4 separate regions of the Gossypium hirsutum genome follow, and regions 2, 3 and 4 are each linked to region 1. A link is a contact called in public Hi-C data. All regions are on one chromosome and are shown on one strand. The core of a region is the stretch at or near the end of the contact, and the rest is flanking DNA. Distances in the headings are between cores, read along the strand shown.

What was found. A called contact is a pair of places that touch in the nucleus more often than the background predicts.
Region 2: a contact with region 1 is called in a Hi-C map of leaf, with 2.2 times the contacts expected there. The contact joins the promoter of LOC121224095 here to the promoter of LOC107945401 in region 1. A contact is called at or near these places in 4 of 34 Hi-C or Micro-C datasets (all in leaf).
Region 3: a Hi-C map of leaf shows a contact between it and region 1, with 2.2 times the contacts expected there. The contact joins the promoter of LOC107932953 here to the promoter of LOC107945401 in region 1. A contact is called at or near these places in 2 of 34 Hi-C or Micro-C datasets (both in leaf).
Region 4: a contact with region 1 is called in a Hi-C map of leaf, with 2.1 times the contacts expected there. The contact joins the promoter of LOC107945484 here to the promoter of LOC107945401 in region 1. A contact is called at or near these places in 18 of 34 Hi-C or Micro-C datasets (anther, callus, fibers and 4 more).

What each region holds. Positions count from the first base shown.
Region 1 is chrD12:30,697,322-30,703,210 of Gossypium_hirsutum_v2.1, forward strand. LOC107945401 (OVARIAN TUMOR DOMAIN-containing deubiquitinating enzyme 7) reads right to left here and starts at 3,562. Exons shown (of 11, transcript XM_041107911.1): 1 at 3,319-3,562; 2 at 2,808-2,899; 3 at 2,550-2,632; 4 at 1,783-1,932; 5 at 1,639-1,700; 6 at 1,445-1,529; 7 at 1,189-1,338; 8 at 919-1,039; 9 at 239-363; 10 at 35-132. The coding sequence starts at 2,826. It also overlaps the pseudogene LOC121224493.
Region 2 is chrD12:30,251,088-30,256,976 of Gossypium_hirsutum_v2.1, forward strand. It overlaps LOC121224095 (probable receptor-like protein kinase At2g23200), which reads right to left and starts at 3,324. Exons shown (of 1, transcript XM_041106622.1): 1 at 407-3,324. The coding sequence starts at 3,109. The coding sequence ends at 572.
Region 3 is chrD12:30,318,467-30,324,355 of Gossypium_hirsutum_v2.1, forward strand. It overlaps LOC107932953 (cysteine proteinase COT44-like), which reads right to left and starts at 2,385. Exons shown (of 4, transcript NM_001327358.1): 1 at 1,861-2,385; 2 at 723-958; 3 at 491-628; 4 at 1-400. The coding sequence starts at 2,332. The coding sequence ends at 128.
Region 4 is chrD12:30,402,530-30,408,418 of Gossypium_hirsutum_v2.1, forward strand. It overlaps LOC107945484 (protein IRX15-LIKE), which reads right to left and starts at 2,815. Exons shown (of 1, transcript XM_016879507.2): 1 at 1,285-2,815. The coding sequence starts at 2,450. The coding sequence ends at 1,500. LOC107945485 (a long non-coding RNA gene) reads left to right here and starts at 4,794. Exons shown (of 3, transcript XR_001696576.2): 1 at 4,794-4,940; 2 at 5,040-5,889.

The sequences.
Region 1 (5,889 bases), core at 2,312-4,811:
TAGACCCAAAAGCAAAAGAATTTAGGTGGCATACACCATAATCTTAGTCGAGGACCTCCCTGAGACAGATCCACAACAAGCCTTGTATTTTTTCTTTGATCCACAGGGGCATAACTTGTTTCTTGGAATCTTCTGCAGTTTGGAAAGTTTAAGAGGGAAAAAGAGTGAAATCTTACTTTTAAACCACATTATTTTAACATCAAGGAAATGATTGTGTATTTTCATCACAGCATTAAACCTTTTCATCCAGCTGAGGAGTGTTACCACCGAGGGTTTTAGTGCCATCACTAGATGGATCCTGTTCGCAGGTCTTCCCTACATTTTCTTCCTTGTATTGTTCACTGTTTCCATTTTCATCATTACCTGGATACCATATTTAAGATAGATAAGTACACCATATATGTCAAAACATAATATCTTTAAACATCATAGAAAGCAAAACTTCAGCAAATGTCAAGCAGGCATCAAATAAAATGAATCAGATTTAACAAGAGATAACACAAAGAATGCATGTATCATACTATTTTTAATCATTACGAAACAAAAAGCAAACGAGGACTTTAACATGAATCTTCAACCAGTTTTAGTGCAGTTTCATTTCCTACCCAAATCTTCTCTGAAAATTTGCACAAGACGGATTCATAAATCCACTAATGCTAGGATGGACTAGAATGGACAAAACGGATAAAATCGCAGCACTGCATTTTCAAAAATTAGGACCATATATCATATAAACAGGTTTTTTATATTTCATCTTGTAATGGTCTTTCTAATCTCATCAACAAACTCAAAAAACCTACATACAATGTTATAGAAACAAAGTGGACTTTTTCATCATAAAGAAGAAAATTGAAAAGAAATGTAGGGGGAACCCTAACGAAATAACTAGAATTTGCCTACATACTGACCGGCCATTACCATAAGAACCATTTGCATGACAAGTAAGTGAATTATTTGCAGCTGTACATTCTTCAGCCCCTTGTTCTGCTATCAGAAACTCCATAGCAGCATCAACGTCACCATCTACTTGTAACAAAACCTGAAGAAGGATAACTAAGCAATGTAAACATAAAGGAGGAGAAAGTATTCCAAGCATGCAAAACATGGGACTCAAGGCCGCTTAGAAATGTCACAGCCATGCAGGGATAAAATACACCAGATAAAAAAAAATCATGCTAAATGCATCACCTGTTCAACTTTTTCCGCACTTTCACAACCACTTCCAGCCATTACTAATTTCATTGATCCTGTATTGATACAGTCCTTACCAGCTGCCCCCTTCATCTTACTAACTGCAGCTTTTGCTTGATTAGATGACGCTGAGATATCAGCATCTGCCTTTTGAGAATCTAGAAGTTAGTAGACTATCGTTACCAATTAAGACATCCAAACTAAAAAGCAGAATAAAATACAAGGATCATCACAGTGAAAAATAGACTCAAACCTTAATTATAATTGGCATTGCTGGCCCATTACAGGGGTCTTCTTTCAATCTTACACTGTTGTAGTGTTCTTCGTCATGATATGATCTGAAAAAAATTGTACTTCATAAAGCAGAATTGAAACTATAGACTATAATCGAGGAGTGTGAAAGCAAAATGAAGACTGCTAACAACAAAGGAATACTACAACACTTACAAATGGACCATGCGAGCTGCTCTATCTTCAAAATTCTTTATGTACCAGCGAGGTGACATGTTCTATACACCATGCAAAGCGTGAGGAATGACTTCCATGATGCTGAAGGTTAACCATAGAAGAGAGGAAAAGATAAGATCTTACCCGATGTATGCATATATTTCTGCGAGTAACAAGAGAAGCTGCCTGCAGTTCCATATGTCCAGCCCATGTGCCATCCTTTTCCATGGATTGACAGTATTCATCAAATGGGACATCATCCTCGATAAAGGGTTCAAACATTTCACGGTTCATCTGTTATCAGGTAAAAGTGAGAATTTCCTACAAGTTGAATCTTCGGTAAGAAGAAAAGATGGGAGAGGCATGGAGGGGAATGAGCCAAAACGAGGAACATATCATAAATCATCCAACTATCCAAGCAGGCAAAAAATATGTTAAATATCATCTAAGTAAAGAGAAATTAGCGATCTTCTAATTCACTGTTAACATACAGTTCTTTGGAAAAAAAAAATCAGTTAAAATAGGGCATATCATGCTACACAGAACCAAATAAGCACTGCTCATCATTTGTTTGTACATTTAGATTGTTTCAGATATGGGGGATTTGCATCTACTCACTGGAGTTAAGTGCTAAAATAAATGTCTTATTCAACAATGAAAATGTAATTAACAAGTAGTAGCCAAATGTAATGAAAATTCTAAGTTCATATCCTTATCCTTCAGTTTTCTAATTACCCATTCTAATCATTGACAATAACATATCTATAGTACACTACTACATGAACTAATGCAATTAAACAGTACTTACAATATTATTTCTATCGTCCAATGTAAACATCTGAAAACAGATTCGGAGGTTCTTACAGAACTATAACAAAAACAATAACAATGCCTTTATAATTATCATTTACCACTATATATTGCACCACCATGCTGCGATATTTTCCATGTTCTTCCTCGTTACCTTCCAACTGATCAGCAAGAGCCCTGCTAACTGAAAAGAGTGAGCAACTTCACCAAAATCAAAGATAATACGCACCTCAAGTATGACAATGAAGTACTGAAATCAGGTATAACGAATGCAGATGACATGAATGCTACAAAATACATTGTGAAAACATTCAGAAAAAGAACAAGGGGACAAAAAATGGAACTAAAAAGATACAAACCTGAAAAAACAATTACCATCTGCAGTCACTTTGATGATCTTTAGGCCCAAAGCATCGAGCGAAATATCTGCCTGCTTTCCCTGCTTCTTTACCTATCCACCAAACAGATTTTTGTTGGGTAATTTAGCAGGATGAAGAAATGCTCAACCATGGAAAGCATTAAATTGAGCGATCATCCAGTTATTTGGATGCTTTTCTATCAGTGGCATTCACAAATTGCAAAACCCAAACCTATTTTAAAGCACAAAAAAGTTGTGTAATATGTTGATTCAGCAAAAGAGATTGTTTTGTGAGGCCCCTTCTATTATTAGACATTAATATTCATCGAAAAGCAAAAGTTCAGAGCATTGCTCATCAAATATCTCACAATTTATCCATTGAAATCATTATCCTGATCATAAAAAAGTTTAGAAGTTCGTAGATAGACGACTACAGTATAGCCAAAACTGAAAAAAGAAAAGGAGATCGAATATGACGTAAAGAAACAGGGAAAGGAAAAACTAAAACTTACTTGGGGATGTTGTTGTTGTTGTTTCTTGGGTTTGGGTTTGGATTTTTGTTGTCTAGTTTTTACCATTGGTTCACGAGGTTGATGTTGATGTTGGATGAATTAGTAGGATTTTTGTGGTTCCGACAAAAGGGGGAAGATGATGATGATGCCGGTGATAGGGGTCGAAACTGAGCTTGAAATTGCGGCGACACGGACGTACGGAGTGGTGGAGTTCAGCCGCGACGGAGCATACCATATTATTGGGCTAAGTGAATTTAAACTCCAATGATGTAGTGGTAGCCCTGCTGCTTGGGCCAAAATGGTTGAGGCCTTTGGGTCCAACAAAGAGTTTTGATTATCCTTCAACTTCACCTAAGAACCTTGCTTAACTTCCATAATTTCAGCTCAATAATTATATTTATTTTGATTGATTTTTTTTTTGAATTACAACAATAGGTAAAGCCCGAACAATTAACGCAACTCGAACCTAAACCACACTTTGGGCAGTGAGCACCCTTGACCATCAAGCCATCACATGAGATTCTATTTCCATTGAAATTCAACCAAGTGATAAGAATATAAAAACATTAAAGCCCCATGGGCATTTACCTTTATTACGGTGCGTTTAATTTTTTTTCTCACGTTACAGTATATAATCTCATTGCTACTGTTGTTTTTACACTAACTGTAAGTAAACGCACCGTCCATCTAAAGTAACCCTAAATCAATTATATTTATTAAAATTTTAAATTTATTAAATTTAATTAAAATGCATATTTTTTTACATAATGTTTAAAATTATATTTTATTTTCTCAAAAATTATTTTTTACGACAATATTAAATTTTAAATTTTAAATTAAAATTTTAAAAATATTTGTTTTTACACTAACTGCAACTAAACACACAATCCATCTAAAGTAACCGTAAATAAATTATATTCATTAAAATTTTAAATTTATTAAATTTAATTAAAATGCATGTTCTTTTTACATAATGTTTGAAATTATATTTTATTTTCTCAAAAAATATTTTAATACTGTAATATTAAATACTTAAATTTAAAAAATATATTTTTTTACCATACTTTTTAAAAGTAATACTAAAGTAGTTATTAAAACATTATTTATCATATTTAAGGGAAGTTTATTGTGGACATTTAGGTAAAACTTAAATAAATGATTATAAGAACCTAGGGATGTCAATTGGGCGGGGCATGTAAAGGGGTGCTCTCTCCGCACCCAACCCCGCCAAGAATTTTCATTCCTATCCCCACCCTGCGACCTGTTGTGGGTACAAAACCCAAAACCATCCCTGTCCCACCACCCATGTGGGTCTTCAAACCCACCTAATTTCCGCTATACCTGTCTCGCGACCCATTTCATATAATATATTTATAAGTATTAATTAAATAAATATAAATTAATTTTTTTTATGAAAAAGTATAAAATACTTGTCCTTCAACTTCCACCACATATGTGACAAATGTAACACAAGTGCAAAAATTAAATACTGATAACTAAATAAAATACTATTAAGATAATTATTAAATTAAATTTTTATAAATATTTATATTTTAAATAATCAGGATGAGGCAAGTCTAATTTTTGTTCCCTTATTCACTAAATTGAGTGCAAAGTGGGATGAGACTCTGTAAACCCCGTCCCGTCCCATTGACATTTCTATATAAACCCATTAATCAAAAAAATAAGATTTACATTTACTCGTGCACGTAAGTTTTTTTTATTTTATTTTTTGATATATACATTAAAACCACATTAAATGACAAACCATTTTCCAACCGACTAAAAAAGCAAGGCTACCATTGAAGTTGACATTTGACATTGTCACTTGGTTCCTTCAACAAATAAACAGTGGCCACATCTTAGTTCTGCTATAAAAATTGAAGCCCACCTTTTCACAATACCCAAACTCCAAATCACTCCATCTATATCTTCAACTACCCCTGCCATTTTAGGGCGCAAGCTTCTACATCCTTCTAAAATTAAAATTTACCAATGAATCTTAGGTATAATACATGAGAAAATTTAGGTTCCAACCTTAAAAAAGATATTATTATTAGAGGATCATCTTTATAAATCGTGATCATATTAAAAAATTAGTTAAATTAAAATTTAGATGTTAATTTTATTAAATTAAATTCGTTTGTTTCCAAAGGTTGATGTGACAGGCATATTATCATGTATAATATACTGTCAATCTATTAATTTCACATAATAGTCATAAAAAAAAAGTCTCATCATTTTAATTGATGAATTTAATGGCTACCATTTTAAAATTTAAAAAAGTATAGAAATTAAAAATGATTGAATTGAAAAACACTGACTAAATCTATAATTTATGCATAAGTATGTTACTAATACCAAAATTCGACCTAACAAATAAGCAACTTTCTCATAGTACAGGGACTAATAAAAGAGTTTGACCGAAAGTAAAAATAAGGGTTAATAATAATGCCCGCGTTAAAGTATCCAGAAACATTCTCTTAAGCTTTTCATTAGAACCTGTTCTGTTTCATGGTTTCTTAATCTTCTCTGCATTCATATACATACACACACACATATCATCTTTGT
Region 2 (5,889 bases), core at 2,074-4,573, 450 kb before region 1:
CCCAATCCCAACTTGTTTTCTAATGTTGTAATGTTTTATATTATGTACTTTATAACACAAATTAAATCTATAGTACTAATATATAATTGTAGTATAATGTAAACGTTAAAAAAAATCTTAAGATCACTATATATAAAATTTTAATAAATAAAAAATTATTAAATATTAAATATTAAATTAAGAATAATATTAATATAATTTTTTACAATTTTAAAAAATAATATGATGGGTCTCAAATAGGTTTAATTTAGCCATTTACAAATATGGGCAAGCTTAGCCAAAATTTTAAACTCATTTTGGGTCGGGCCAAACTTGAGCAAGTATAAAATGTATTAATACTATGCTTAGATCCGACCCGAACCTAAACCGGCTCATGAACAATTCTAGTCTACAAGGGCTTTTTAAGTAACTTTATAGGGTAATATCTTCATAAATTAAGGGCACTCGTTAGCAGCAGCCGAATATAGGATTTTAGACGATACAAGATACGTTCAATTAAACATCAATACAGTGAAAAAGTAGTAGTAACTAGTATCTAAGGAGACAAATTAGCAGCCCAAAAGACATGATACTATCTCCCACCATCAATCCTCAGCTGGGAGAACACACCACTTTCTGTTGTATCCGAACCATCGTCGTTTTCCATAGGCACGTCAACTTTCTCAATCGGGCAATTGTTTGAAGGCAACCGTTGGAAAGGTCTCGACGACATGTTGAAAGAAGCATCTATGGCACTGTCCTCGTGCGGCTCTCGGCGCACCGCTGTCTGCTGTAGCTGCAATGTGTATTCCAAGTCCCAGCATATGTCAAGCATTGTTGGTCTGCTGGCTCCAGTTGGCTTCAGGCATTTCTCAACTATTTCACTGAACTTTCTCAGTGAATTTGGATTAATCTGGGAAGCCATTGAAGGATCAATGATCTTTTCCAGTTCCCCTTTGTTTAACCAAATCAGTCCCCACTCTGCTAAGTTTATCTCCTCCTTCCTATGTGAGTTAATGATAGCTGGTCTAGCGCAAAGCACTTCAAGGAGTACAACACCGAAAGAATAAACATCAGATTTTTCGGTGAACTGAAGGCATCTAAAATACTCAGGATCCAGATACCCGAAGCTGCCTTTGATGCCGGTACTGAACTCATCTGGATTCAGAAGGCCGGACTTTGAAAGGCCGAAATCTGCAACTTTTGCTACATATTGCTCATCAAGCAGGATATTTGTGGACTTAACATCGCGGTGAATGATTCCTCCATCCGAACCAGTATGGAGATAATGAAGACCCTTGGCTGCACCAATACAAATTTCGAGTCTTTGCCTCCATGTCAATAAAGACAGTGAAGATGATCTCTCCGGATTCCCTCCCAACTTGTAAAGATGATCCCTAAGAGTCCCTCTCTCCATGAACTCATAAACCAGTATCATCTCAGACCCTTCATCGCAATATCCAATCAGTGAAACAAGATGGCGGTGTCGAATCTTGGATAGAATCATTACCTCAGTTTGGAATTCAGGAAGCCCCTGGCCATGTTTGGACTCACTTCTTTTGACTGCAACTTTGAGACCATTTCTTAGAATCCCTTTGTAGACTTTACCAAAGCCTCCTTCCCCAATCAACAACTTAGCCTCGAAGTTATTGGTTGCCTCTAATATTTCAGCAAAAGGCATCTTTAACTTCAGGTTTAAGTTGGGAACAGGAGGGGGGTTGACTGATTTCGAGCTTATTCCGATATAAGGACTCGCTCCTCCAAAAGGAAGGGTACCATATGAAGGCATTGGCTCAAAAGATCTAGCTTTTCTTCGTTTCTTAAACAAGTATGTCACTACCAAACTACAAAGAACAACAAACCCAATGACTGAACCGATTATGATAAACACTGAATTCTTCCCTTTTGGCTCACTAATGTTAGGTTCCAAACCTGGTTGAGTGATGAACTCCATGATCTCGAGTCCATTCAGGTAAGCAAATCTCTCTGTAAAGCCCTCCCAAGGAACAATACTAACACTAATGAAATCAGACTCACCTGAGTCAACCACAAACTCATTGTAGAATGGAGCAGCCGTGTTGACAGAATACTGGTAAGGATCGATTTGTTGGCTGAAGTTATTGTATATAGAGACGCTGAAATTGACAGTGTTGGGTGACTTACTAAGAATGTCACAGAAATGGAGTCGGACAAGATGCTGGGCGTTCCTACTGACATTGAAATGCCAAGTAATGTTAGTAGACTTTGATGACTGCCCATCATTTAGGGCTACATTTTTGCAACCCATATAGACACGATCGGGGATAAAGTTTCGAGAGGCTGCAGTATAGTTATCAGTATCCATAGTTTCATCATCGTAGTGTAGCTTAATAGTCGATTGATAACTACAATTTTTGGCCCAATTTCGAACAACTATGTAGTCATCATCAGCTACCCATTCTGATGCAACGACTGTTGAGTCATTAATGGATGGGGATGGGCTCCCAAAAGCAACTCTATGAAGTGTTCTAAGCAACTGAGAGGGCAAACCCTGGTAAAGACCCTTACTTCCTGCAGAACTCAGATGAGTTCGGTTATCCTTTAGACTCGGAACAAGAAAAACTTCTATGGCGTTCACAAATGCAATAGATGATTGATGTGCGGGGATGAAGAAGATTCTAAACTTGGATGAACTAATAGGCACTAAGAAATCCTTAATCACAGGGACAGAAGTAGTGTTTCTTACACTGAAATTGGATAGCAGAGACTTACTTGAAGCTGAAACATTGAATAAAGCATCAGCTAGATTAGGAAAAGGAAAGAAATGAAGGCGTACCACATACAGGCCTTTGTCAGTGATATCGAGATCATAGGAAAAAGGGTGTCCTGAAAACCTTGCTGTTTGATACAGACCCGAGTCTAACGATGACTGCTGGCTGCTGTCTTTCACAGTTTTGCCATTTGTGACAGAGGAGGAGTTTGGGTTCATGTCACCAACAAATTTCCTACTGCCCAGTGGGAGGGAAGAATCAGACCCACAGTTGATGAAGTATTTTTCAGGAAAAACATAGGGTTTTGAGACAACCAAAATAGGAAACAACTGAAGAAGAAACAAAGGCAAGAGTAGGTTGAGGAACCATAGGTTTCCCATTGAAACTGGTTGATGGCCAAGAAGGTGGTTTGGTTTAGTGAAGGACAATAATGGCTAAAAAGAAAGACCTTGGGCTTGGTTGACGACTTGACTAAGATTCATGTTGTATGGATACAGTAAACTTATCCATTTTCCTTGATACGTCTATTCTGATCACGGCGTTTACTGTTCTAAAGAACCCAACGTTTTTTACTTTTCCTTAGTTCAACAACACCAGTTAGTTGGTTTATAATGAATATATTTATTAATCACGCCGGTTGATGGTTTCTTGTCGTTTTAAATCATTGACTTTTTTTAGCTGTCTTAATCCATTGCATTCAAGTCTGTTCAATAATTTCACTCATACTGCATCAAATTCTGCATTTGAAGATTTTAAGTTTGTAAAGTGTGAAGAAACATCAGATTGAGTACAACATTATCCCCAAACTTTGTATCCTTTCTGAAGGTAGAAAGTTAGAAATGGCAAATCCTCAGACCCACCACAAAGAAGAACTAGTGTAGTTTATGCGGTTCAAATGGCTCCACTCAAGTTTCCTATATCCCCCACTATATTTGCAACCCAAATGCAATGTTTTCACTCTACTGTTATTGTTGTTGCAGTAATCTCGAAAAGTACAATGCTTTTCATTCTGGATGTAAGTCTTAAAAAATTGGATTCTACTCGTATTTAAATCCCGATATATATTGAAGTGGTCTTTCCTTGAATTAAATTGCAGTGGTTGGTTGTGGGTCTTTCATGGAATTATATAGTGTAGTGGTGGGGACGGTGAGATGATAAAATAATCACGACTCTCTGCACTTCCTTTTCTCTATTAAGTTGTAAATCATTTAATAAACAAAAAATATTCATCACGCCAAATTTATGCAGCTTCTTTCTTTCCCCAAAACTTGTACAACTTTTACAAGGAAAACATATTTTAAAGTTTAAATCTAGGAATTAGGCTTGATGGTACTTTTACCCCATCAACTTTTTCTTCTTTCCCCAAAACTTGTACAACTTTTACAATGAAAACATATTTTAAAGTTTGAATCTAGGAATTAGGCTTGATGGTACTTTTACTCCCATCAACTTTTTCTTCTTTTCCCCAAAACTTGTACAACTTTTACAATGAAAACATATTTTGAAGTTTAAATCTAGGAATTAGGCTTGATGGTACTTTTAGCCCATCAAACTTTTTCTAAAAAATCAATTAAGATATTTCTCTTTTTTTCTTTCACCTAATTAAGTCTTGAATTAATAAATTTGGGTAAATAGGTCATTTAACTAATATTGATCATTATAGCACTGACGTGGCCATTAACAGTATTGACATAAAACACGACAGTTATACTACCAAATCAGCAAAAATAAAAATTCATTTATAAAAATAAAAAATTAAGTGGAATGTTTTTATTTTTTTGCTAGAATAAACTAGGTTTATTCATTCCAAAGTTTAATTTTTTAAAAACTTAAATATATATTATAAATTTTATAAATTGTAAAATATTATTAAAATTTATAAAAATATTAGATAAATTCAAAAAGTCTTGAATTTTATATTTTTAAAAAAATATTTTTTTAACATCAGATTCTTATTCTTATTATTTTATATTCGTAAACCTAATAGAACAATGAAACTGGATAATTGGAATCCCTAAATTTGTCATTATCACTTTTATTATTTGATCAGCTCTATTAGTTGAATTATGTTAACAATAAATTAATTAATATTTAATAATTAAAATAAATATTATAATATAAATTTATTTTATAATGTGACATTGTTGGGGATAAATCCGGTTAAGCAACGAACAAGTAAAATAACAAAGAAATTGAAAAGATCGAACACTAATATTTTACGTAGAAAAACTCTTTCGAAGAGGATAAAAAATCACAAGCAAAGATAATTTCACTAAAACGACAAAAACAATGAGTACAAAAGATGGAGATAAAACTAAACTCCAAAACTCGAAATAAGAATCCCTCAAAACGTAAACACAAAATTCTTTCAAAGCTTGTAAAAGTTAATACCTAAATGTGTAATGGGTTCAATTTTTTTAGGGTAAAAAATGGTCTATTTATAAGTTAAATTCGTAGGTCAAATAATATTAAAATAATCTACACTAATCATAGTTTAAGTGGGAAACTAAAAATAAAGTTTAACTGAGAGAAGAAAAGTCTAAAAATATGAGGCATAACTCCACAAATCTCTACCTTAACTCGTATTTCCACAACGCCTTCTTTGCCAAAGTCCGCCACGGGCTTATCTCAAACTATATAGGATATTAACTAAGTCAAAGTTGTGCTTAGAAGTTGAAAGTCTTCTAGTCTTCGACTTGTGCACTACTAAATCAAAACTGACTCAGGTCTGATTTCCACAAACATAGTGCCCTATCTTTTCAAAACTTATATCCAAAAGAGAACCTCTCTTATACGAAACGGTTATACATTTTTCCCTCTTATGACCAAGTTGTCTACGCTTCAAAGGAGTCGACTTCAACTCCTTAACAGACGAGGGACGTCCTATTTCACCGATCACTATTGATACTTCCAGAACATAAAGACTATCAATCTTTTTACCTTCCATCAAACGGGATACCTTAATTTCATTTGACTCGGTGTTAATTATATAACCCTTCGAGTCTAAATTTCCCAAGGAGATGAGATTTTTCTTTAAGTCAAGCGCATGTTTGACATCTGATAGTGTCTTAATTATCTCATCGTTCATCCTAATCTAAACAGTACCAATACTGATTACCCTACTGGGTGAACTATTCTCCATGCGCACAACTCCACCTTT
Region 3 (5,889 bases), core at 1,135-3,634, 380 kb before region 1:
ATATAACCATGATAAAATCCCAGCATCATTATTTGCATCTGGGAGTCGCTGATTGTCTTCTCCAATGGCCTAAAACAGAGCAGGTGAGACATTTTTAACTCAAGAACTGCAAACTGTAACAATGAATTCAAGCACTGCTGATATTCTCAGTGCTTTCATTATGGTAAGGTTGGATGATATTTGCCCCATTCTTAACAGGATAGGAAGCCTCCATTGCAATACCACACTTTCCGGTATTAGCATTGATGTTACGCTCCATTCTTATATATCCATTTTCACCCCAATTGCTGCCCCATGAATTCCTCACAATCCAGTAGTCTTGACCGTTATCATCGGTGCCATAGCCGACCGCAACCACACCGTGGTCTAAAGCTAACCCGCATTCACCATTAAAAACTCCCTGGAAATATGTTCAAACAATGACAAATGGTAAAACACTCTAATTCTTGTACAGAGTGCTATTTTGCATGAGAAAAATAGGTGAACTTACTGATTCATAGAGTTGGAAAGCTCTACCACCAGCTTCAATGGCGATACTCACAGGCTGATGTGCGACGGCCTTTTTTAAAGCATTCTCGTTATTTGGAACATCCTCATACCCATCAATGCTAACAACCTTAGCGTTTTTCTGTCAGAAAAAGAAAAAAAAGGCATCAAAATCCATAACCATAAACAAAATGCAAGATTACTGTGGTGGTAGGATTTAAGCATTGAGAACTGACTTTTGTTGGATCACATTGGTTATTGAAGCCAAGGTAAGGATAATCCTTTTCAGTGTCAATGCCACCATTGTCCATAATGAATTGGAAGGCATAGTCCATTAGGCCACCATTGCAACCGGCATCATAGGATCGGTCACAGTCGACTAGTTCTTGTTCCGATAGAGAGACTAGTTCACCGGACACGATTTTGTTTATGCCTTCCACTGTTGCAATTGTTGAGAATGCCCAACAACTTCCTGATCGAAGAGAAAAAAATAGATGATAACAGGGCGGGGTTAAATTGAGATTTTGTAACCAATTTTTTGTATTTTTGGTAGTCATTATTCCTTTATTTGCACTTAATTTATTAAAGTAAGTATAAAAAAAAAACTAAAAGCTTATTCAGATCCATTAAGCACTTATTTACTAAAATTAAAGTTTATGAGTTCATTTGTATGTAATGGAAGTATGAAGACTCCTCTAAATAAAGTAGCAAAATCCTTAGTATTTTAGCTTTTTAATTGGTTTTTAGCTTTATTTGTGAAATTTATATATACACTAATTTTAATTGTTTTATCAGTTGATACACCAACTCCTTTATGAAATTATTAAAATTCCTTAAGTTATATATTATGTGGGTGTTTTTATCCTTTTATACAATAAATAAAAATAAGATTTAAACCTGAAACACAATACATGATCGTTGTAAGTAAAATATCAATTATATTTTATAAAATTTTAATAAATATATTTATCACATTATTTTTTTATTCACATTTCATAAATCTAATGTGTATTTATAATAGATAACGTATGATAATTTTCCCTGTAAAAAGTAAATGTAAAAAAAAATCTAATGTTTTAATGTGACTTAAAAAGCCCCAACTACCAAACTACCGTTCCATTTTCATAACTACCATTCTGCCGCCAATCCGTAGTCCGGTTTTTGATAAGAGGATAAAGGAAAATTAAAGAATGAAAAGAAATCATGAATTTGTTTTTTGGACGGATCATGAAATTAGCATGAAGCCTTAAGTCACAAGTAATCTCATATTCTTATTTGATGTTAGATTAGGATACTTCAATAATTAAAAAAAAGAAGTGCATGGATATAATTATTTTCATTTTGAAGTTAGAAATTACATAAAAATTCACTCACCACAAGATCCTTGATCCTTGACCGGACTAACAGCTCCATGATCTCTCCAGTCTACTGAATCCGGCAAGTTATCGCCGGCACGGTGAGCGTAACGTGAGCTGGGGATCTTGGACTTCATGAGTCGACGTCTAGGGTCAGTCCTGGTGCCCAAGAACTTGGCTCGGTACTCTTGGTTGGTTAAATCAGCAAACTTGTTCAACCCAAGCTTATATGTAGTGTTGTTGTTAGAGTTATGTTCATCAATGAATCTCAAGTTATCCTTAAAGATTTCGAACCTTTTCTCTTCTTCACCGATGCCATTGTAAGCTTTGCCATGTTGGATGACCCAAGATTTGTACAACCCCATCACTTCATCATCGCTTCTCCAGCTTGATGATGATGATGGATGGTTTTGGTTTAAGGTTAGAGTGGATATGTATGTAGCAGAAGATAAGGTGAAGAAGAAAAGGGGGAAAAGAAGGGTTAATTCCATGGGAGATTTGAGAAGGGTCGCTGGAGAGAAAGGGTTGAGGAAATTGAATTGATGAAGAAAAGAAGAGAGGTTGAGGGGGTTTATAAAGACGATGGAAATGGTTTAATAATTCAAAAGGGTAGAACATGAATGACGGTTGGATAATTATATTTGAAAAAGAAGAGGCTTTCGGTGTTGTTGGATCCTTCAATGTATATTGTATGAGAAAAAGGAATAAAAGAGCGAAGGGGCAGCCGAGTCCTTTGGAACTTGGATAAAGCACACTATCGGAAAATTAAATTTATTTTTAAATATATATTTAAGGGTGAAAAATTATCCTTTTACTTAGAGGAAGGGGTTTCCTTTACTCTTCATCTACCAGTCAGATTCCAACCTAAAATGTTCAGTAGAATTGGAATCTGAGATGGAAAAGAAAATAAAAGGAAAAGCATTCTCAACTCTTTTGCTATTTTCAAGAGCAGGAAGTCCATCTACATTTTCGCTTTTTTACTAGTAAACCAGTTACTTCTATCATTCACATTAATTGAAAGTTTTCTTTTTCTTCTTTTTACGATTCAATTTTTTTTATAAAATAATTTTGAACATCACATTTGTTAACTAAAATTCAAACAACTTTCGACTTGAATCTAAGATATCATCTTTTACTTATTGATGAGTACTAATCAATCGTACCAATCATCAAATCATGGAACTTGTTAGCTAAACTTTAAAAAAAAAACCTTAACAACCTGATAATTTAAATAATTTTTTTTTGAATAATTTAGTGATTAAAAAAAACTTTCAAATAATTTAATGATTATTTTATAATTTTAAAAATTAAATGACCAAAATGTAAATTTACTAATAGTTTAATCTATCTTAGTATAATTCACCCTAATTAATATTGGAGTAGAAAAGAGTTACACAATTATATTTTTTAATACAATATTAAAAATAAAATATTAGAAAAATATAGTTTAAATCCGTCTATCTATTTAAGTCAAGATAATAGAAACAGATATAGTTGCAAGTTGCAAAATGTATAAACCTAGAATCTGGTCTAATATTCCAACTTGTTGGTTTATCATACGCTACGCCCCCATACCACTCACATGCTGTCATGTTGTTTTCTCGTTTCTCATCTTATGAAATTCAGTGCAACCTTTTCATTCAAATTAAAAAAAAAAAAAGCCAATTTGCTGAAATTTGTAAAATAGAACACTTAATTGATTTCCTTGCTCCCAATCAAAAATTTCTTTTCGGGGGTTTCAATATGAGCATCCCAAGATAATATTTTTTGTACTTCAAAATTCCAGAATCTATTATACAAATATGATAACTTATCAGTAATTTAGGTTTTATTTGTTTAATTGAAAATGAGTTTTGAAAAACAATGTCTAAAAAGTGATTAATTTTTTTTGAAAATATATATTTTTTAATATTTAGATGAATTTGTATAAAATAATTTTTTATTGTTTGGTAGATTTTTTGAAAATATTTCACAATTAAACAAATATACATTTGAGATTTTCTGATTTCTTTCATTGTTTAATTGAATTTATTTTATTTTTATAAATTTATATTTTATATTGTTCTTTGTAAAATAAACACGACATAAATATATTTTTATAAAATATTATAGTGCAATTTCCGTTTAACAATCGAAATTTATTTTATAATAAGAAAATATTTTTTAATAATCAATGTCATATATAAACTTAATAATAAATAATTTTTAATTACAACTTAATTTAAATTACATATATTAAATATATGAGAGTATATATTGACACATTAGAATTGTAAGGGATAAATGAGCTAAACATTATTTAAACAAATACTCATATTTATATAATTAAAATATTCATATTTTTATACTAGGTTAAAAAATGTCATAAGTTCCTGCACTTTTCGTCCATTTGAAATTTAGTCCATGTACTTTTATCTTTGGGTTAGTCCTACTTTTATATATCAAAATTCAGGTTCAACTATTACCATTATTAAAAATATTTAGTTAAATTCATGTTCATTATAACGTTATTTTTTAGTTACATGAATACCGAGTATTTTTTATTTAAAAATGTGACATCAATAAAATTGACAAAAAAAATTTAACAATGTTAACAATTGGACTTTATTTTTAAATCTAAAAAGTAGATGGACTAAATTTTTGAAAATAAAAGTATAGGGACTAAATTCAAAAATTTGTGAAGAGCACATAGACTTATGGCATATTTTAACCTTTATACTACAAAATATTTATTATTAATATATTTATAATTGTAATTAATATTTATTATTAAAATACTAATATTGAATATTTTTCAATAATATATGAAGAATATTATTTAAAATTATTATTTTTAAAATTTATTATTAAAAATTGAAATATTAAATAATTTATTAGAATGATAAATTATATGATTAGATATAGATAATTAAATATGTATGTTTTTATTGAATTTAAATGATTTTAAAAATTAAAATTAAAATTTATTATTAATATAATAATATTAAGCTTAATTTAAATTAATTTTTATATAAAAATAAAACTAATTATTTTCCGGAAAATGACTTATATTTTTCTAAAGTGTAAATCATTTTATAAGAAAAAAGACTTATTTTATATTGATCTCTGAGTCATTATCCGTTAACTAAACTATTTTTCATAAAATAAACCCAAAAAATATAAAAATATTCTTCGAATATCATTTTCAATGAAACAAATTAACTTTATTATTATTAAAATAAAATGTCCAACAATGATGGAGGAACGGATCTTGAAACTGTGAAATAGTGGTGCCACGTTATAAGTAATAAAATATTCCCATTTGAGGTTGGCTTTACATTGAAGAGAGGGTTTTTTGGTAAATATCTGCAGGATGTTTTAACGTTATCGTGAGGAAGAGGATTAGCCGATGTGTTATCCAATCACCAATTGACAAATAGTACTTCCAACGCCAAGGCTTAGCAACTTATGGGGTTGGGCCTCGTTTAACATTTAACATAACTCTAGTATAAAAAAGTGTTTTTGAAAATTTAAATAATGGTAATCAAAAGAATTACAGTATTATTTACGGCTTGATTTTAATTATATATTGATTTATGCTTTAAATTTAGAATTATTTTTTATATTATGGTTTAAATTAGGTAATTATTTTCATATTAGAGTTTAAACTTTTTTTTGTTCAACTTAGTCCTTAAACTTGGTAGATGTTCTCATATTTTGGCTTGTATTTGACAATTATTCTCACATTAGAGCCTAAGCTTTAGGATTTTCAATGATTAACTTGGACAAAAAAAATGTTCTAGCCTTAATGTACTAAAAATTGTCAAGCTTAGATCCTAACTTGGACAAAAAAATATTATGCCCCAATGTAGGAAAAGTTCATGGTCTAACTTAAACAAAAAAAAATTCAAACCCTAAAAAGTGATTCAACCTTATCAAAAAGTACTTTTGAAAAGAGACATATCTATTTTAGACATGTGTTGTAAAGTAGAAGATATGTTGGACGTCTTTAATGATGATAAGAAAGTAATTTAAGCCAAAAGCACTTTTACAAAAGCTAAAAACTAAA
Region 4 (5,889 bases), core at 1,565-4,064, 300 kb before region 1:
TGTCTCCCTTAAAGGATTGCACCATGTGTGGGGATATTCAAGAAACAATCATTCATAACCTGCGTGATTGATCTGTTGTAGCTAAGGTATGGGAAAAGGTAATACCCCCAAATTACTTGTCTCACTTCCTTAATTTAGATCTTTTGGATTGGGTAATTACCAACTTGAATGGTAGTTTTGGGGGAAATGAGACTCTTTGCTGTCTTATGCTTACTATTGTGGATGAATAGGAATAAATTTATTTTTCAACAAGTTTCAAACTTGCCTGATGAGATTGTATGTAGGGAAGAATGCTTTGTCTCTAATATCTGTGAATCACTAATGGGTTATGGTTCATTAGGAGTTAACCAAGGTGTCAGGTTGAAATGGCATCTGCTGAATAGTGGATGGGTTAAGGTTAATGTTGATGGGTCTTCTAATATGAATGGACACTATCTGATGGTTGGTTGTGTGGTGAGAGATTCTACTGGGAATTGGTTGGAAGGCTTCAGGAAATATATTGGCAGAGGCTCTGCTCTAAAGTCTAAATTACGGGTTATTTTAACTGGTCTTGAAGTGGCTCGCCTACAAAACTACATTAAGATTATTGTTGAGAGTGGCTACTTGGATGCTATTGAGATGATATTGGGAAATTTTGTGAGTACTAATTTGATGACACTTATACGACAGATTATGGAAGCTAAGAGGCAATTAGAAGAAGTTAAATTTTAGTTTGTTCCAAGGGAGGGTAATAAGGTGGTAGATTGGCTAGCTCAATTAGGCTCAAATATTGATGTTGAACTCACTCTTCTTGAGTTCCCTAACTTTTCTGTTAGAGAACTTCTATTAGAAGATAAATTTGGTGCATCACATGTAAGAAGTACTTAATTTAAAGGCAGTCGATTACCTTCTTTCTTCATAAAAGAAAAAAGATTGTGTAAACCTAGAAGAGGCCGCCTAATTAAATCTAATGGGTTTGACGGAAAATGTTAGATTAAAAGCTAAAAAATGTGTAAATTTAAAAGTAGAGAAATAATTGAGTAAATAAAAATAGAGAATTAAATCCGCACAATTTAATAAGTAAATTAAGTATTCTCGTAATTTTACCTTTTTATGAAAAACTTTGGTGTTTTTTTTTTTTTTTACTTGAAACTTCTACAACTCCAAGCCATGTAGAAACCTAAAACAAACACTCCATGGTGTTCATCAGCTTCTTTGTCATTAAAGCACAAAAATAAACAAAGGGGAGAAGAAGAGAATTCGGGTAAGAACTTAATGACAAATTTGAAGTCCTGAAACTTCCGATTCAAGGAACTTAAATTTCTTTTCATTGTAAAGAAAAAGGGTTATTTCTTACACACACACCCCCTCAACAAAAAAGGGTCGATCGATCTAACACAAAATTCCAATGAAATCATGATAAATAATCCATATTCTCCTTTTTCTTTTTCTTCAATACCATATCTTGACTGACCCCTTTGGACTGTATGTTTTTTATGAAGTTGGATAAGTAGTTTTAACTAGGAAGATGAGGAAGCTTTTGTGGATGTAATATTATGATTAAAGTTGCGACAGTACTGAAAGCTGTTTTCCTCCATTCTTTCAACCACGAAATGTGCAAGCGTGTCATTGTATTCCACCAGGTTTTCCTTGCACAAAAACTCATCCCCAGACATCTTCTCCACATCTCTGTAATAATCATGAACGAATATGTGAGTCTTTGGATTGCCCCCTTTTTTGCTTCTCGCTAGCACCCCCGAAGTGAAGATGGGTTGCATTCTTCCAGGTCCGTCGGGTCCATCACCTCTTGGTCCATCAATCAATATTAAATCCCAATCCACTTCGTAAACATGGTTCGGCAAATCATTGATCCCAAGCTTGCACTCTGAGAACAACAGGTTTTGGACCGGCCTGCACTCGTTCCGAATCTGTTCTTTAGCCGATGTTATTAGCTCCCTGGTTTCACTAATCTTGGTCGTGTATTGTACATCGTAGGCATCGATTTCGGGATGTAACTCTTCGTAATAAGCGGCGTAATACCGGTTTTCGTCGATGAAAACTGTGCGTCCGTTGTGGTTCAAGGACTTCCAGAGAAGGGTTTCTTGTGTTAGACCGAAAACAAGGAAGTTGCAAGGGGAAGAACATTTCCTCAGCACATCGGAGATTGGCTTGAGCTCTGAGTATGTCATGTGGTAACTATCGTTGGATTTTGAAGAATAGTGGAGGAGGGTGTTGACCACGGTGGTTGGCAACGGCGGACCACCAATGGCGGAGCCTGCAGGGCCGGTGACAGTTGTGCTTGGGGCAGTAGTTATAGTAGAAATCGACTCTCTGGTGTATATAAGAGTTAGAAGGAAAGCTATGGTGAAGAAGGAGACAAAAGCAAGAAGCCATAATCTGTTTGAGCTTCCTTGTTTTTGGATATAAGGATGGAGGAGAATTAGCTTAGTATTGGTGTTACTGGTCTTCATTTTATTCTGGATTCTCTGTCAAAAACAAAAAAGGAACAAGTGCTCTACTTCTTAACACTTTTTCCCCCTCTTCTATTGAAATGAATCAGAAGATTTTGGTCTTCTGATGAGAAGATTGAGAGAAAAATGGGGTTTGATTTAAGGATGGATATACATAAGGTTGAAGCAATGTAAGAGATTAGCCAACATGAACTGATATTACACACAACCTAATAATGTTCTAGAATCCAAATTAAACCACATGGAAAACAAATTAAGTATTTTCTTTCTCATTTTTTAAAAAGTTGGTTGGTTTTCTTTCTATGCAAACATTGTGCGGTTGTTGAAACTTAATAATAATAATAATACATTCAACAAGTGTCTGTTATTATAACTTTTCTTGGGCTTGCATGTTTTTATATTGCCATCAGTTGATTCCTGATTACTGAAATTGAAAATCCAATATTTTATCAATAAATCACATTATCATTAACCTCGGATATATATATATAAAAGTTCATTAATTATTTAGTCGAGTTTTATATAAAAATATATTGTAACATAAATGTTAAAATTGTTAGTTGACGTGAGTGATGATTATGGTGAAAAGGGGGTGATCCAAGACATGATGTGGCATGAAAAGCAGGGGAAAAACAGGGTGGCTGGAGGCAAGGGAGTTGGTGGATTGGGGAACTATTATTGTGAGTGACCCCATAACTAATTACAATCCAAAAGTCGTTTTGCCTTTGATCAATTTCAGGTTTAGTTCTCACGTAACCTTTTTAAATATAATGCCATTTCTTAATTAATTAGTTACCACTGAAGCTGACAATTCACCTACTCAAAAATTCCCATTTACAGTGCATCCGGATTATTTCATATTTGCATAATAACTGTAAAAAATATTATGTGGGTTTTTTTGGATTGGTTCCGCCGTTAACAAACAAATCATGCTGCATTTTCTTTATTCCTTGCTCTATAATTTTAATTTTTTTTTATTTTTTTTAGTATTTTTCATATTAGTTTTATGATTTATATTCAAGATTCCTAACTATCTTTTCAATAATATTATTTTAAGGTTTAAACTTCATTTTCTCTTATAATCTGTCTTACCACTGCATCTAATATTTTTTATTATTTTAATTTTTGACTAGATGAAAAGTTTATAATATAATAATGTTAATTATTTTTTAAAATCATAAAAAGATATCTAATTAATCTAAACAATTAATTTTGAACTAAAAAACATAAAACTCTCATCATACTTAAAATACTTAAAAAATATCTTCAAAATTCGGAATAAATAAATAATAAAATAATAATACCTAATAAATACAATACTGCACTCATATCAAATAAAAACATAAGCCTAAAAATCGAACCTAATAAGATTTAAACTCGAATTAAAATCCCGAAACTCATAATTTCCGTAATAACCTCGTCTAGAGATTCTACTTGCGCAGTCTTCACTAAAACGGTCATAACTTGAGCTCCTAAACTTGAAATCAAGTGATTGAAAGTGTATTTCAAAACTAAGAAATAGATCTTTGAACCCTATAAGACATCTCAACCCAAATATATCTGGATCCTACCCAAAAAGTCATCGCAAGTTGATTGATTTTCCAAACTTGAAAATTCACACCTTCGATGAATGGAATTTAATAAATTTCATCCCATCCATACATGTTTTCAAATCAGTTTGGGCTTGAAAAAAATAAGCCTATTTTTTAGGCCAAGTTGGACCCGAACTTAAAAAATTGATTTATATACCTTATATGAGTCTGACTCAAACCTGACTGAGCCCAGAGCACCTCTAAGCTATTATTCATTATTATAAAAAATTAATTATTGAAGAAAGAAAATGAGGGAGGGAGTAGAGGTGAACATGGGTCGGGTTGGGCTGTAACAAAATTTTAGCCTTGTTTGATAAGCCCAGCCCAAATAAAAAAGATAAAACCCGAGCTCAACCAGGCCTGCCCGTATTAATTATTTTATATTATTTTTTATATAAAAATAAATTTAAAATATATAATACATCAAATACATTAAAAATATTAAAATAAATATTTCTCAACAAATTAAAAATAAATTAAAAAATATTTATACTTAAATAACACTATTATAAGTACAACTTAACAAGTTATATAATATCCAAATAATAACAATATAATAATAACAATATAATAATGAAATGGCAACAAAATAATAGAAAACAATAAATTTTTTTTTACAAATTCGAATCAAGTCAAACTCGAAGAAAAAATTTATCTGAAATCCGACCTATTTTTAAAATGGATCTTATTTGTTTGCTAAAATATATTTTTTTAACTTATATTTTTATCAAAACTCTTCTATTTTCTGGACGGGGTTTTGGGCCGGGTTGAGTGTACCAACCAATTATCAATTATCAATGATCAGGTGTAGGAGGAAGTAAGAGAAGATATGTCGGAAGGAATAGCGCGTGGTCGACTTGCCGAGGAATGAAAAGCATAGAGGAAAAACCATCCTCATGTCCGTTCTCTTCTTTCTTTTTCCTTTTTGGTTTAAAATTTTTTATTATTTTTATTTTCTTTGATGTTCTTTTATTTCCTTTTTCTTTTGAAATTTCAGGAATTTGTTGCGAAACCTGAGTCATTATTCCTGGTAAGTTAAATTTTCTATTTAGTTCCTATAATTTTTTTTCCATTATTGGTTCAATAAATCGGGCGGGTTTGTCTATTATTTTCACTTCTTGGCAATTGGACACTGTGTTGTTCTTTTAAATTTATAATTTTGTTTTAGATTTTTTCATTTTGGTTAAATTAGGCAGTCATTTTGAGATAATATTAGAGATGGAGCTGAATTGATCTAATTGAAACCTAATCTTATGCGATTTAAGCTTGTAAAACATAGACTGCAAAGATATTGATGGTTCTAAAAATTTTAGTGATGGGTTTATTTTCACCGTGATTATTTGGAGGTTGTGCTATAGATGCATTATTTGTCGTACTTTTTTCAGAACGTTTTAGGAAAATGATGATTGATGGGAAGAATGGTAGATATCGAACTGCATGTACAAAAACTGGAAGTTGATATATTCTTTTTTTGTACATAAAAAGAGGAAATAAAAATAGATTTGAGGCTTTTATAAGTGATTTTTTTTTTTTTTGGTATCTAAACAATCTTTTATGTCAGGTTGATAGGTTAAATAGTTGTAGATATTTTATGATGGTGACCTTTACATAATTTGATCAATAGTCTTGAAAACAGAGACCTATGAACTGTGGAGTCGAGACTACCTATTAATTGCTATTATATGTATTATCACAACTTGATGTTGTTAACATTATTTTAATGGTTTATAGATTAGTTGTTTGGTATTGTATAGCTGCTAGCCAAAAGACCTGCTTCTGTGAGTTGAGTATTAATTGCATTCATTTTCACTTCCTTTGCTTCTTCCCCTATGTCTAAAGCAGTTTGG